2 separate regions of the Danio rerio genome follow, and region 2 is linked to region 1. The links are chromatin contacts, called in public Hi-C maps. All regions are on one chromosome and are shown on one strand. The core of a region is the stretch at or near the end of the contact, and the rest is flanking DNA. Distances in the headings are between cores, read along the strand shown.

Evidence for each region. Hi-C and Micro-C count contacts between places; a contact is called where the count stands out from the background.
Region 2: a Hi-C map of an unstated tissue shows a contact between it and region 1, with 5 times the contacts expected there. The contact joins the promoter of ngdn here to the enhancer-like site in region 1. A contact is called at or near these places in 8 of 18 Hi-C or Micro-C datasets (caudal fin, embryo, fibroblasts and 3 more) and 1 of 4 datasets of contacts at active chromatin or transcription factors (gastrula embryo).

What each region holds. Positions count from the first base shown.
Region 1 is chr24:15,890,810-15,898,730 of GRCz12tu, reverse strand. ncoa2 (nuclear receptor coactivator 2) reads right to left here. Exons shown (of 22, transcript NM_131777.1): 18 at 7,533-7,610; 19 at 4,182-4,644; 20 at 281-458. Among named protein-coding and RNA genes, the nearest start is that of prdm14, 24 kb to the left of the region's middle. Within about 2 kb of position 4,115, at least 4 of the 62 cell types and tissues checked have an H3K27ac peak or open chromatin away from gene starts, as enhancers often do.
Region 2 is chr24:16,003,752-16,011,672 of GRCz12tu, reverse strand. ngdn (neuroguidin, EIF4E binding protein) reads right to left here and starts at 2,891. Exons shown (of 11, transcript NM_198373.2): 1 at 2,808-2,891; 2 at 2,536-2,595; 3 at 1,499-1,570; 4 at 1,273-1,410. The coding sequence starts at 2,831.

The DNA of each region.
Region 1 (7,921 bases), core at 2,866-5,365:
TCATTGATCAACAAAATGTTCAAAAGGAATGCACTTACATGAATAATCAATCTGTTGATACATTCCAAATGTATTTCATGATTTCTGATCAATTAAATAGACTCTTACAAAACAAAATGACTCGTTATATTTAAAAAAAAAATCTCCAAAGTTTTTAAACAACAGTTCAGTGAAAGTACAAATACTTATGAAAATGACTAATTTAATGTGCCTAAAATATTCCAACAAACTGTCCAAGTCATAAAGGCTCCAAAACCCATAAGCTAAAGTAAAGCTCCACCTGTTGGTGTTGATGTTGCCCTGCGGCCAGCCGTTCATATCAGGAGACGACTGGAAAGAGCTGTTTCCCTGCGCCTGTTGCATCATGGGACTCTGAGCGTGACCCATCCTGGGTGACATGAGGGGGCTCTGAGGGGTCGCGGCACCACCAAACCCACCGTCTGACTGCTGACTCATACCTGACAAACACACAAACACGACGAGACAAACCTCGGCTTGAAAATTCCATTATACTGTATTTGTTATGAAGATTATCACTGTACAACATTTTATGACATCACATTCACTCTCTCACACTTTCTGCAGCAAGAAATGAAAATGTAATCAATAACTATTAAAGGAAAGATGATTCAAATTATTATACACATAAACAGCCACCTCAGAATTATATTTTTTAAAAGATTTGTATGTATTTTGGTTAAAGTTGAGTTATATACTTATTCAGAGACTATTTATTTATACTGTGTATTTTGTTTTAAAACTTGGTTCTGTAAGGCTTTGTTTGTGAGCCAATCAACAATCATATTAACCAGGATCATCACTAAGTGGAAGATGATTGATATTATGTCCAAGTTTAAATTCATGTCTATGTCTCAACATAATCATTTATATTAAAACCTGAAGTGTTGCAGATATTAGATTTTAAATAATTGCCCTCTCCATTTATTTATTTTTAATTGCATTATGGGTCCTTGATCTTTCTTCCAACAACTTTTAAACTTCAAAAGTTAAAAAAAGTGACTTTTATGAACATTTTTAATAGTTTAACGTGATATATTGTCTGGATTGGTGTTGTATATTATGGTACAAAAACCTTTTTATAAAATTCCTGTATGCTTTCTGTTTTTTTACAGATTTATTTCTCTCTTTAAAAATTAAAAAAATAAAGTTTCAATCAACTAAAATGTCATTAAAAGTCACCTTGTTAAACTTTAGAGTTGAATTTTCAACATCAAAAGTCTACAGAGCAGAGATCAAGCATCCATAATGCAATTCACAACTGTAAATAAACTGAAAACACTTGTGCATCACAAAATGCTGAATGTGTTAATTAATAGATCTTTTTTTAGTCTACTCAGAATGCAGATCAAATCTTACAATTCCAAGGTGGCGAAACATACAATTAAAAGCAAACCAATCACTCAAATCATTTTTTTAACCAAACTAATTAGCTGATCAACACTGTTTAAAAAGTCATAGCAGAATCATGTAGTGTCTCCATGATCAAACAGGAGGAATCAGGAGGGGTTTGAAGGTGTTAGAAGCAGGCAGTGAGTCAACAGGTACACATGCAGGTTAGTGTTAGAGAAAAGAGGGTGGGCGGGGAATGGGCGTGGGGTCTGGGTCACCGCATAATTGGTTTCAAAATCAACTGCTCCGCCTCCACTGATCACCATCAGCCAATTAGTCTAGGCAGGACAGACACTGACACATGACACACAGCACAGGCAATCGACAATGCACAGTTATCAACATATTAACACAGCGGACGCTTGACATGAAAAATACACTGACTTTGGATCTGTCATATTGATTTACTGTGTGTAAAGCTCAATTTTCTGGGTTGTGACTCTACATATTGAATAAAAATGTATCCAGATTTGTTGAATTCAGCTAAACCTGATCTTTCATTTATTAAACTAATGAATGCAAAATGCTAGTAATAAAGGAAGAATAATAGGTTCACTGTACGTGTGATAAAGATTAAAATATGCAAATTATTACTCATTTTGAGTGATGAATCATATTTTTTGTTGTTTTGTTTGTGGTAATAGACAGAATTATGCCTGCAGAGAAATAACCTTGAATAATGCTGTAATTTATTCTGATTACATCCACTTCATTTGATGTAGGGAAACATTTAAGTGACTCTTCTGCCCTCTAGTGCCACAATCGACCGTAACCATTATGATCTTTGAAGGGTGCTACATAAAAACAATTATTTAATACTACTTATCTAGTATAAAGTGCTAAATAACCTATCATCTCATGGCACTTGACTGAACAGCAACACAAGGGTATCTTTTACAGCCTAAATAGTTCCCGAGAAGGCTCCAAAATACAGCAATAATATTACCCTATTTTTTATTATATACTGTGACAAATAATGATTTTTTTATCAATAAATAAATGCCATTTGTTTTTTCAGGAAAGTATTATTTTTTAGATATTTTATAACCTGAACTACTGGTACTGTTATTATTTATACCATTGTGTTTAACATTGCTTTCTTAATATTACTAACTAAATATATATGCTTGGTTTACCTATACTGTATTATTACTTGTATTGTTATGGTGGCTAAAGAAATCCAACATATTGTTATACTACATATAAACTTCTTCTTCTTCTTAGACTCCTCCTAGACCGTCCATACTACAACCACCAAACTAACTTCAAACTATACTGAATTAAGTTGCTTTATCTTTTCCAACTGATCCAACTTACGGCTTCCCCAAAACTGACCTGGAAAATTCAGAAAAGTACTATCCACACCCTAGCAACCACTTACAGCACCTTAGCAACTGTCCCATACACTTCCATTGTAAAACAACTCCCATTGACTTTACATTGGACATCCTAACAACATACGAATTCATACCAGCAATATACTAATCCATTCTAACAACATAATAACAATATACCAATTCATACTAACAATACACCAATCCATACTAGAAACATACTAACAAACACACTAATCATACTAGAAACATAAACAACATACCAATCCATAAAAACAACTTAATAACAACATGCCAATCCATACTAGAAACATACTAACACACATACTAACATACTTATCATACTACAAACATACACAACTTACCAATTCATTCTAGGAACATACTAATACTAGAAACAGACAATATGCCAATTCATACTAACAACTTACTAACAATAAACCAAATAATACTAGAAACATACACAACATACTGATCTATATTAACAACTTACCAATTCATGCTAGAAACTTACTAACAAACATACTATCATACCAGAAACATACAACATACCAATCCATAGTATAAACACATTAACAAACATATTAACATACTGATCCTACTAGAAACATACTAACAAAACACCAATCCATACTAACAACATACCAATCCATACTAGAAACATACTAACAAACATTCCAATTCATAGTAGAAACATGCTAACATATATGTACTTATCTATCTATGCCAACTGTTTCAAACTTCTTAAAACTACTTCAATAATTTTAAACTGTAAAACTTCAAGGCTAGGCCTTCTCAAGCCACCATAAAATTTGTCTATGAACTTTACTTTTTCAGTTATGTTACTTATATTACTTATATTTCATTTACATACATAATATATTATTCTAATATATAATATTTTAGTTTTAGTAATTTAACATCAGTTAGATACCAAGATAACATTTCTATGTAGTTCATTTAAGCTGTCAATCTAATAAAAAAAATAATAACATCAGCATCTTCAAAAGCAAATAAATAAGACATGTTTTTTTGTCATCGTTAATTATACTTCTATATAACATTATATTATTCAAATCAAATTATATATAAATAGTAAATGCAAAGCAACTGAAAACTGTCAAGTGGACTCTAAATAGCTCTATCTAAATAGCTCTATATAGCAAAATTATAATTTTTTGGCATCACCTAACCCTAAATAATTTTAGCAAACAATATTCATGCTTGTCTAATATTTTCAGAGAACAGACTAGGATGATAAACACGCCTGACCTTTATCTGACCTACTGGGTTTCCTGATAAACCCTGAACCTCATCGATTTTCCACCACACACTCGGCTCGCTCAAATGAGGTCTGTCATACTGCCAGTGGCGCGTGTTTTGTGCGTGTGTGTAAAAGCGTATGACACACAGACAGAGAGAAAGGGCAGGCAGTACCTGAGCTGGGGAACTGAAAGGCACTGTGCTGCATTTGAGGGCTCATAACAGCCCCAAACTGTCCGCTCAGACTGCCCAGCATCCCCTGGTTAGCTAGACTCATCTGAGAGCCATGCATGGCGCTGTGGGAGAGCAGCTGAGGGGCAGGGAGGTTGGGTGAACCGGGGGAGAAAGGGCTGGTGGAAGGGGGCGGCGAGGCCAGTCCTGTACCGTAGTTGGGAGGGTAGGGGAACTGCTGAGGGTTGGCCTGGGGGATCCGCGGGTTGCTCATGGCTCCTGGCATGCCCGCTGCGGCTGCCGCCATGTTGGGTGGCATGGTGAGGCCCTGCGCCCGCATGGCCAGACTGCGCTGCTGCTGCTGCTGTTGCTGTTGCTGCCGCTGCTGGTCGAGCTGCCGCTGACGTAAATGATTACTCAGCAACTCTCTCTGCCGCTGGGCCAGCATCTGAGCGTTGATTGTCCCCTGGGAGATGCAGAGTGGGTTATTTTGGGAACTTTGATGTAGATTTATTGTCTATGATGACAGTGTAATTGTGCTGGCACTGAAGATGCCACATGCTTAAGAGAAATAAACAATTGAAAACATTGTTCTGTTCAATACAATATCACAGAGTAATGAAGTTAAATGGATAGGTCTGAGCTCTGAGATCTCATTTAAAAACTTGGGATACACACAAAACGAGGGTGGAAAGATCTATGTAGGAGAATGTGTGCAGCTCTAAGTCAACTATAACTTAACATGCCATTTAAATAGTAACTAAAGCCTGGTTTATACTTGACGCGTCTGCTAGTTCGACTGTATGCTCGCAGCAAATGTGACATCATTGCGGTGGTTTACTTTGGGTGCGTGCGACATGATTTCGGCTGGTGGAGCGTATAATTTTTTTTGAGTCTCGAGCGAACAGTTTGTGTGGTGTCGCGTTTGATTTGAGTTAAGTATGAGTCACTTTGAAGAGTTTTGTTGAAACAGGTACGACTGTACAGACATCTTTATGATCTGTCTATGCGGGATCATAGGGAGAACCAGATGACCAATAACTACTGGCTAGAAAAGGTAACAATGGTGAGAAAGGAAGAATGTTTTTGTAAAAGATTAGAAAAACTTGAGGGATAAGTTTGTCAAAACCAAAAAGAGAGGCTATGGCAAAAGTGGAGACCTGGGTGGTTTTAATATTACAGAATATGTTTTTCCACCATTCACAGGTTTTACAGTGATGTATATATTACAACTTTGACTTTACATTTTAATATCATAATTGGAAAATAAATATTTGAACCTATCTGTTTACAATATACTAATGGCCTGTTTTTCTAGGCTTTATTGATGATAATGGTCAGGAATGTCAGACCATTACTGCCTTTTTAGCATATCAGTAGAGGACAAACTAGCCAGTAATGTGTGAATTGCTGAGTTGGCTAAATAAAAAAAAAAGTCTTTAGTTTAAAATTTTAAGTAAGTGTTTTTTTTTCTCTTCTTTTTTTTGCTTTTATTTTTGCCATAATAAAAATATACTTCCAGGGTAACCCATGCTCTGTTGTCATTAATATTTGGTTAATAATATTTGGAGATGGAACTGTCCGGGATATGAACAAAAGCAAGTGATGCATAATGTTTGACAAAAAAAATCTTGAATGGTTATAAAATATTTAAAATCATTAAAATAATTCATAAAAACAATTTGTTTAAAAATCTTGATTGATATTAATGATAAGACATAGTTCCGGAAACTTTCTACTTCCCTGTTTAACAGTCTGACCTTATGGCGGGATTCTTTTGACTGCGCCCTGTCGTTTTAAAGAATATCACAACGGTGAAAGTGTCAAGTATAAAAGCCTCGTCCCGTTACGCGAGGTGCGCGCATAGTCAGCGGAGGTGCGTGATGCGGCACCAGACGAAAGTATAAATCAGTTATCAGTTCAATTAATTGAATCACTTTACATCATCATATCTATATTAATTAAAATGTATTCTAGTGTACGTTCACTTTTTAGCAAGATTTCCCTGCAAATATTATAAATCAGCTAAACATGAGTCAGCGATGATAGGCTGTGGGTTCTTACACTTTTTCCAAAGACAAATCATTTTCAAGCATTTTCCAGTAATATTTCAATCCAAGCACTTTTCAAACCTTGAAAACACTCGATTAAAATTCAAGCTCACACCATTCTAATAATAGTAATGGTTGTAGTAATAGTAATAATACTAATATTCACAATTAACAGCATTTTGTGTACCCCAGGTTATAAATGATATCTCAGAGGTCAGAACTATCCTCTTAACTTCATAACTTTGTGATATAGTATTGAACAGAACAATGTTTTCATTTTTAACCCTTTGACCGCCCCTCTACCAGACAGTTTACCATGTTTTTACTGTTTTAAATGATGTCTGTTAAAGTAATTTAAAGAATGACTGTTTTAAATAATGGCTCACACACAGCATTGTTTTTAAAAAAAAAAAAAAAAATTCAAACAAACAAAATCCTGTTGCACGACTACACTTGATTTTGGTTTTATTGTAATAAAAACAACAAAACATGTTAAATGAGAATCTGCCATATTGTATAGAATACTTCAAAAATTAAAGGTGATTTAGAATTAAAAAATGTTGTATTTTTAATATATTTTTAAATAAATTTTACGCTTCATATTTTCATATTTTTCATAGTATATGTATTAATTATGGTACTTTTACCATAAACCAACATATCAACCATTAGGTGGAGGCTGATATTTTAGAAATTTTGGGATGTGTTGAAAAAAAAAAAACATTGAGTGTGATAACTAGCGACATTAGAAGTTAAGAAATGCAATACAAACATTTTATTCTTGTTAGGGTAGTTAAAGGGTTAATTTCTTTAAGCATGTGGCATCTTCAGAGCCAGCACATTCACTATGTCGATGTGCTCATGTACATATGAGACAATCATTTTTGAAGTTTTCAAATAAAAAAAATTAATAGCTTCAAGGGATTAGTTCACCCAAAAGTGAAAATTCTGTCATGATTTACTCACTCTTCACTTGTTCCAAACCTTTATGAGCTTCTATCTTCTGTAAAACACTAAAGAAGACATATTGAAGAAAGCTGGAAACCTGCAACCATTGACTTCAATAGCATTTGGACAATGGGATTCAATGGTTACAGATGTTGAGCTTTCTTCAAAAAATCCTCTTTTAAATTGAGAGTAAATCGTCATTTTTGGGTGAACTATCCATTTAAATGCTGCACATACAGCATGACTTATGATCAGCCAGTATTGTTGACACAACCGTTTTATAAATATTTTCATCTGCAGCATCTTGACACTCTAGTGTTGTGATATTTGTGTAGTAAGAAGTGATTTGGCGTACCTGATTTGGAACGTTGGGTCTGAGAGGTAGGTTCATATTTGACACTCCACCCATCTGATTCATCATAGGCTGACGATTCTGAGAGAGACAGTGTATAACAGATCAGAATCATTTCAAATAAAGCACATCTTTTAATTCAATATTTAAGCATTATGTTTTACTACATTCAGCAGCTATTTGTATGTATGATACTAACTTGACAAACAAAGAAATTGCTGTGGACATTCAACTTTTATGCAATAGTTTTTTCCTTAAACGGTCAGTTCACTTAGGTATGAAAATTCTTTCATCCTTTACTCAGCTTCCATTTGTTCCAAAACTCTTTGAGCTAAACACAAACTCAAGAGCGTTGGGAAAAAAACAGACATTAGCTATGTTTCCATCCAAAC
Region 2 (7,921 bases), core at 1,642-4,141, 110 kb before region 1:
ACTTCTGCAAGTTCTGTGTAAGCAAGGATAAAAAGTTTTTAAAAATTATGAAAATTATGTCTTTATTACACATTATTTTCATCCATTTCTAAAGCTAATATACAAAAATGAATGCAACCAAAAATCAAAGAAAAAAAGTAAATAATTAGAAGGCACAGAACAATGCTATTAAGAGATGTTTGTTTCTGATAGTTTTATAACACCAATGTCACATTAAAATATTGATCTTATATAGGGTAAAACTAGAGCTTGTATTGTAGGACTTTATAAGATTGCGATATCTTACAATATCTCCAAGCAATCATTTCAAAGATTACAGCATACTTTTTAACTTGCTAGCAATTATCTTGAAATCATCAAACCTGTTAGTGGTAGTCCAGTCTCTTTTCCAGAGTAGCAGGTTTAAACATTAGTGTTTTCATTTATCACATGACCTGTACTGATGTCATTCATTTCATAAATATAAAAAAATACTTGAAATGACCCTAAAAGTTTTTTTTTTTTTTTTGAAAATTGTATTATTTTCTATTTTAGACAAAGCTGTTCTTTTAACATCCGATATGTGTATATATGCACACATCAGAGATGTTCGGAGCTTCATCAGATGGCATCAAATAAATAAATCTATAGTTAACTTAAAAAAATTAAAAAGTTTGAAATTTTTGCATTGGTGTTCACATATCAAACAGAGTAATGGTTTTCAATGCATGAACTGTCTTTTTACCACAGTTTCTTGTCATTTTAAGTGAACTTTATTTCTTATAATATCATATATTTTTATTTAATGCCATGTCAGCAACAATGTTTTTATGGCAATAAAAATCTATTCAGAAAAAAAAAATACAACTTAATACCAAACAAATAAACACAAAATAAATTAGATAACATTTTTCATATTAATATATGATAAAAATTCTACAATTTGCTTTGGTAAAACTTTTTTAAATATCCCTTTAACTTAGTTCAATTCATAAAAATACTTCCTACATTCATTAAAGTCCAATAGATTTCTTAAAAAGTATACTTATTAAATATTACAAATTTCATAATTTTGAATGAAAGTACTCTAATGCGGAAATGCCAGTCTAAAAAAAACAATATAGTAATATATATAAATATATATAAATATGTATATATATATATATATATATATATATATATATATATATATATATATATATATATATATATATATATTTTTTTTTTTTTTTTTTAAATTGCATAAACACAGTCTCTGACACTGCTCTGTGCTTTACAAGGTTTGTGCCTTACTGTCCGTATGGTGACCAGTCTGTGGATAGCACTGTTGTCCTTCAGACTTTCTCCTTCTGTCTTCAAACTGATCAAATGAGTGATGTCTTGCAGATAAAACAGTAACAGATGATATCTCAAGTCCAGAAAAGACAAACCCTAAAGCAAACAGAAAAAAATAATCAAGTCATGCACATAATTGCGGTAAAGTTTTTTTTTTTTTTTTTTTACCAGAGACAACATTTACCTTGGAAGTCTGGTAAGCTTTCTCTCTGACTTTCTTTATAAGCTCCCGAACATGACTGGTGACTGAAACAATCTGAAAATATCAAACAGCATCATCACATCTCCATGTTCATCTAGTGTGCTAGCTGTATTACCTAAAGATTAGTCTGTTACTGATAACAAATTAAAAGCACCATAAAAATGATGTTAAAAGACTGTAACAATACTAAAGTAATCAACAACCAAAGTGAACAATGGCTTTACTATATACGATGAATAACTCAAACAGTTTGAACTTACATCTAATGCAATTTGTAATTAAATACTGTTGAATTTACCATCAGTTTTTTCTTAAAGAAACAAATTGAGCTGTTTAAAATGAATAAAGTCTAGAAAGGCGTGATCAACAAACCCAGAATTTGACTAAATGATATAAAAAAGCATAAGAACCAATACATTACAAATAGTATACTTGATTGTGTAAATAATGTGTAATCCCATTGTCCATAAAATACAAACAGGTAAAGTTGGTTTTATATTCGCACATTTGTTCATTCTTGAACAGTGACAATTTGTGAATGTTCCTATATTTACTTTGAATATTCGGTCTGAAATTGCGTGTAGTATGACTTTAAAACAACATTAGCACTATTTAATTGACTGAACACTGTTGTACCTTGATAGTCATTGGCTGCTAATTTGGTTTATTGAGGTAAAGTTGGTACTTTAAAAGTTGGTATCGTTTAGTGACAACCTGTGACACGCTCCATATATTGTTTGGTACTTTGAATATTCAGACTAAAAACCCAGCGTAAATATGACTTAAACAACATTAGCACTACTGAACAGTGTTGTACTTTGATAGTCATTGGCTTCTATTAAATTTCACTCTTTAGGATTGGCAAATAATACTTTTCTGAAATGTTATTATTGAGATGAAAGTCTGAATGTGCGAAAATAAAACCATCTTTAACTCAATATAAAATATAACGTGTAATTGTGATGCAGACAGTTCTCAAAAATAACCATCAAAATATTACATTTTGTGAAATTACAGACCTGTTCGGTGAGACTGTTAAGTAGACGGACAGCAGTCGGAAGATCACGGTCTATAACATCCTACAAGCAATAAATAAATAAATAAATATACAAAAGTAAATAAATTTCTAAAAGGCTATCGTGTAATCCAATGTCCAGTTTTACTCATCTTAACTGGAAAATAAAAGTACATTAAATGACAGTATAATAGAAATGTAATAAAATACTAAACTTCAATCGTCTATGTTTAGGTTTGACTAAAGAATAAAGAAACTAATTAAAGATAAACTCACGTTTCCAACTGCGGTGGCCGCCATTTTGAATTAAGCAAAGTTGATACGGAAAGCGTGTGGGGACAAAACTCAAAGCAGGCAATTCGGGAAAATTCGTCTCGACCAACAGTTTTACCAAAGGCTGACAGGACGGTTTAAATGTGATTTGATTATTATATACATGTTGCTTTTCATAGACACTTGTAAAAGGACCTACAAACGGTTTTCTGGAGCATTTACAGCGTCAATTTGATGTAATTTGTTTCATTTATAATAGCATTTTTAATCAACGTAAGACGATTTACTGCTGGTTTTACGCTGGGCTTTAAACGGGTTTTAAGCAATTCGTGGCTGATGTGTTTTAAACAGGGTTTAGACTGATAGTCTAAAACTATAGACTAAAACTTTAGACTATAGTCTAGCATATTATACAACCCAGTTTCTCTAACAAATAAAAAGCTTTCATTTTACTATCTCCTACTCTACTACTTAACATACTATTAATATTTAGATTTACCTTATTTTCCTCAGTGTCTATCATCATTTTCCGTTCCCTTTTATATAATGGACATTTCTTTATGATATGTTCTATACTTTCCTCTTCATCACAATTAATACAAAGTCCATTTGGATGTTTTCCTATTCTAAACAGTCCACTATTCAGAGCAGTATGCTCAAACCTTAACCTTGACATGATGGTTTCCTCGCATCTATTTTTCCCTATTTCTGTTTTTACCCACCATCCTCTGGATCACATATTACCACCTTCCTTCTTCCTTCCATTTCTTTTGCCATCTTTCCCTCACATATTGTCGAATAATTGTCTTCATTTCATTTTCCCAGTTCTTAAAAACATGTCAATTTCTGATTTATTTATTTGTTTATTTATTTTTTGTGGCCTCCTTTGCCTATTCATCTGCTTCTTCATTCCCTAAAGTTCCAACATGTGCTGGAACCCAGATAAATAATTCTATTGATCTAGTACTCAGGAAGCATCATGGTTTAAAAGACGTCTATTAGCCGTCTAATTATTTTCTACTAATTGTAGTAAAATCATGATTCGTTTTCGCAATATTATAAAACTAAAATGTAACTAGTTCTTACTGTTTGCATCTACTTTTTTGTTGTTAATTTACAGTTCAAAACTATTCTAAATTATTGTGTGATTTTCGACTGTCCTTCAGTTTTGCCTTTTACCAGAAGATGGCGCAGGACTCCATATTACACCAGTCTCATCAGCATCTGTGAGACTGCCGGAGCAGAATCAACCACACTGATAGACAATGTGAGTTACTAAACACAATGCAAAATGTGATCATCAAATCATGATTCATTTCGACCTACTTAAAAATAACGTTTAATCAATGGCTTCAGTGAACAGTTCTTAAAATATTCCTTTATAACATAAGTATGAAGAACATTTTAGCCAAATCTAAAGAGGTTTTCCAACCATAAAGAACCTTTCATAGAATTATTTATTTGTCAAAATTGTCAGAAATTACGGGATTTTTGGTATAGCATCAGGACTGATGCAGATAAAGAAATCTATGTAAAATAATTTAAAAAAACATAGTAATTTATAATACATTTTATCCTATATTCTTTAATCGCTGCACAGTAGTTAATGGAAATATAGATGCAAAAAAGAATCTTTATTATTTATAGTTTATTTTATGACATTTATTTTCTATAGTAAAAAAAAGCTATGGTTATATGTATCAAGATATTCATTCATTCATTCATTCATTCATTTATTCATTCATTCATTCATCCATCCATCCATCCATCAATCCATCCATTTAAAATAATAATTATTAATTATTATGATAATAATTGGGGTCACAGTATGAAGGTCGCTGGTTCGAGCCTCGGCTGCAGAGCCGGCACAAGCGAACTAAGCGGCTGCTTATGGCCCCGTGGCCACCAGGGACCCCCCAAGAGTGCATGAAATGACTGAGTGACTTTCGTTTTAGTTTGTTTGGTTGTGGATTAGGGGTGGGACAAAATATATGCTTACTAAATATATATTAAAATATATGTTATTTACGGCCGCGATACATACTTTGGCGCCAAGTATCGATAATTATCTAAATTTACAAATAATCTGAATGAATTAATCAGCCTCACACACTGACTGCAGCGGTATACCTCTTTAGCTACAGTACATCCAGTACATTCCCGTAATAGCACCACTTGGATCATAATGGCAGACTGCTGACTGAGTCATTGCAATGGTGAAAATCTTTGACACAAACACATTCTTCTGTCCACCCTGGACCAAGGTATTTGTGTTTCAGACAACCAGCTCTCCATAATTTTCCGCTAGTTTTCTTTAGTTACTGTGTGGTCCTAAAAAAATTTCCTTTTGAAAGGGTGTATACACCTTCCCCTTAGCCCTATGCCTTCAATCTAAAGAGAATTGGGACTCCCCTACCCCATTCACAGAAAGGGCTTGCCCAGCGCCAGGACGTCATAACTGAGGGGGCATTTTAATCTCAATTAATCTCTTGTTCCTTTTATTTAGACTATTTATTCACATTTATTATTACTTTGCATTGCTGCCTAAGTTAGTGACTTAAGGCAGTAATATAGCCTACTTTTTTATAGTAACAATAATATGCACAGTTTTGCAATTACTGATTTTTTAAAAATAAAGTTAATGTAAAGATACAGTTTATTAACGCAGACAGATCATGGCTTCGTCGCCAAACGAGTGTTTTAGATCATATTTTATCCTCCTTAATCTTCCCGTTTTCTTTCAAATAATAGACCTATAAATGTTTAAAGTTTTAGGTAAAGATGTCAAACTATACCCACACATGCAAGCTAACCCACAATTAGACTACTGAATAGTCATAATTCGTATAACCGGTAAATAAATATAGTGAAATTAACATATCCCCTAACTGAAAAACAAATGTAAAAATGACTGGCATTGCATTTTTGCTAAAATTAAATTTAACGGCAAATTCCTACTGCGTTTCTTCCCTTTAGAGCTCAAAAGAGTTGTTTTAAAAAATTATTTAACCAGAACAAGGAATGAATTAGGCTGCTCGCCTTCATATCATCCACTAATCCAGTTTTCTGCGCGCGCACTCAAGAGCGGTGTTGTCACGCACCTACCCACATAGCAAAATTTCTCTGGCCCAGCTCTGGCCCACACAATCAGGTTTTGCTTGGCCCACATGCCGCAGTGAATTACGGTACATGACTGGACCAAATCTGGCTTCCAGACAAGGGCCAAACACAGACCATATCTGGGCCAAGTCTCAGCCAAGTTAATAACTCATAACTGGGCCTGAACTGGGCCAGATAGGTTGGTGTGTCACGATTGCAATGAAATTGATAAACCCATGGAGTGATGCGCTTTAGGCACACTATGGGCACGCTTTTTCTCAAAGTGATCTGATTGGTAGAATTTTTTTTCTTTACTCAAAAATGATTTTAGTGTATTTTAAATGTGGGTCAAGACTGGCCAAACTCACATGGCCCACTTTTCAAATTTTTAAATCTGGGCCAAATACTACGTTTTTCATCCGGCCCAAATCTTGTGTGCCGCCTTAAAAACGGTGCCACCTTTGCCAAACCCGGGCCATGTTTGGCCCACATGCTGTATGCCAGTGCCGGATGAATGCCTGCTGTGCCAGCTTTATGCCAAATCTGGGCCAGAATTCTTTGCTACTAGGGTACTCAAGGGCGGGACGGAGGGTGTGTCGCGTCGCGGGGGCACTTTTGATCATTTTGGAAGGGCACGTTCTATCCAAGACTAAAAAGGGCATGTGCACTGCACAGGTTGAGCCCTATGTGTGCACGTGCCTGACAGGAGTGTTAATAATTAATGCTTTGAGTAATTAATAAATATTGATAATAATAATAAAAATAATAATAAAGTAATAATTTGATGGCGGTTTATTCGGCTGTGGCGACCCCAGAATAATAAAGGCACTGCCGACAAGAAAATGAATGAATGTGTAATAATTTGACTGTTTTTACTGTGCTTTCAATTGCAGGTTTGGTAATCAGTAGATATTTCTTTAAAAAGTTAGGTTAATAGAAGGTGCCCCCCCCCCCCCCCCCCCCCCAAAAAAAAAAAGATTGTTAGTCTTAAAAAATTGTGAATTTATGTACACTGACTATATTGTATATGCTTGGTAGATGATGAATATTGAAGTGTATTATTTTACTTAACTAAACCCCAAAATAAACCCTACCCAGCCCCTATAGTTGTGGCATCACTCACACAGTTGAACAATGTGTAGGTGAGATTTGTATAAAAAGACGTATTTTAAAACGTTGTTTTGGAACTAATTGCCCATGTTTTAAGGAATTAAACATTAATTTAATTCCTTAAAAACGTAAATAAAAACATCACCTTTGGATCACATCACCTCTGCTAACATGACTTCATTTCTGACGTGGACGATTTTCAAGTTCAAAAGTACAAATATCATAATAAAGAAAAACGGGGACAGTATTTGTTTATTTAGGTATATGAGCCCTTTAAAATTTTACCTTCTAATTATTAAGATATTTTCAGTATTTAATACCATTTAACAATAAATGCACTGTATAAACATACAGCTATTGCTGCTCTAATTGACTCAACATTGATATCATTTATTGTTTACATTTAAATGACCCTCGTCATTCTGTCACCATGGTAACTTTAGTTGGTTTAAAAATCCACACAACTGTCTATAAAGTTATCAATCCTGATCATCGCGCTACAAACCTCTGCACAAATCTACCGTCGACTGAGTTTCACCTGTTTTCTACTTTGGGAAGTTGTTTTGGAGTTCGCTATGACGCTGCGGCGCTCGAGTAGGACCAGGACTCTTCCTGGACACCTCAGAGACTTCTTGCTGGAGCGCGTCTCTTCCGTTGAGGAGAGCGCAGCAGCGGCCAGGCCAGACACCTGCAGCTGCATGTCGGACACTTCACTGGAGGAGAAACACCTGAGGAACGCAGCTGTCCTTCCTGTCCTCCGTCCCGCAGCATCAGTCTCCTTGGCTGGTGAGTGTCCGCAGGAGGAGCCGCTCTCCATCCACGGCCGGAGTGTGCAAGAATATCAGCACCTCTACCACAGTGTGATGGGTTCCACCATGAAGAGACGCCGAGGCCGTTACAACCTTCAG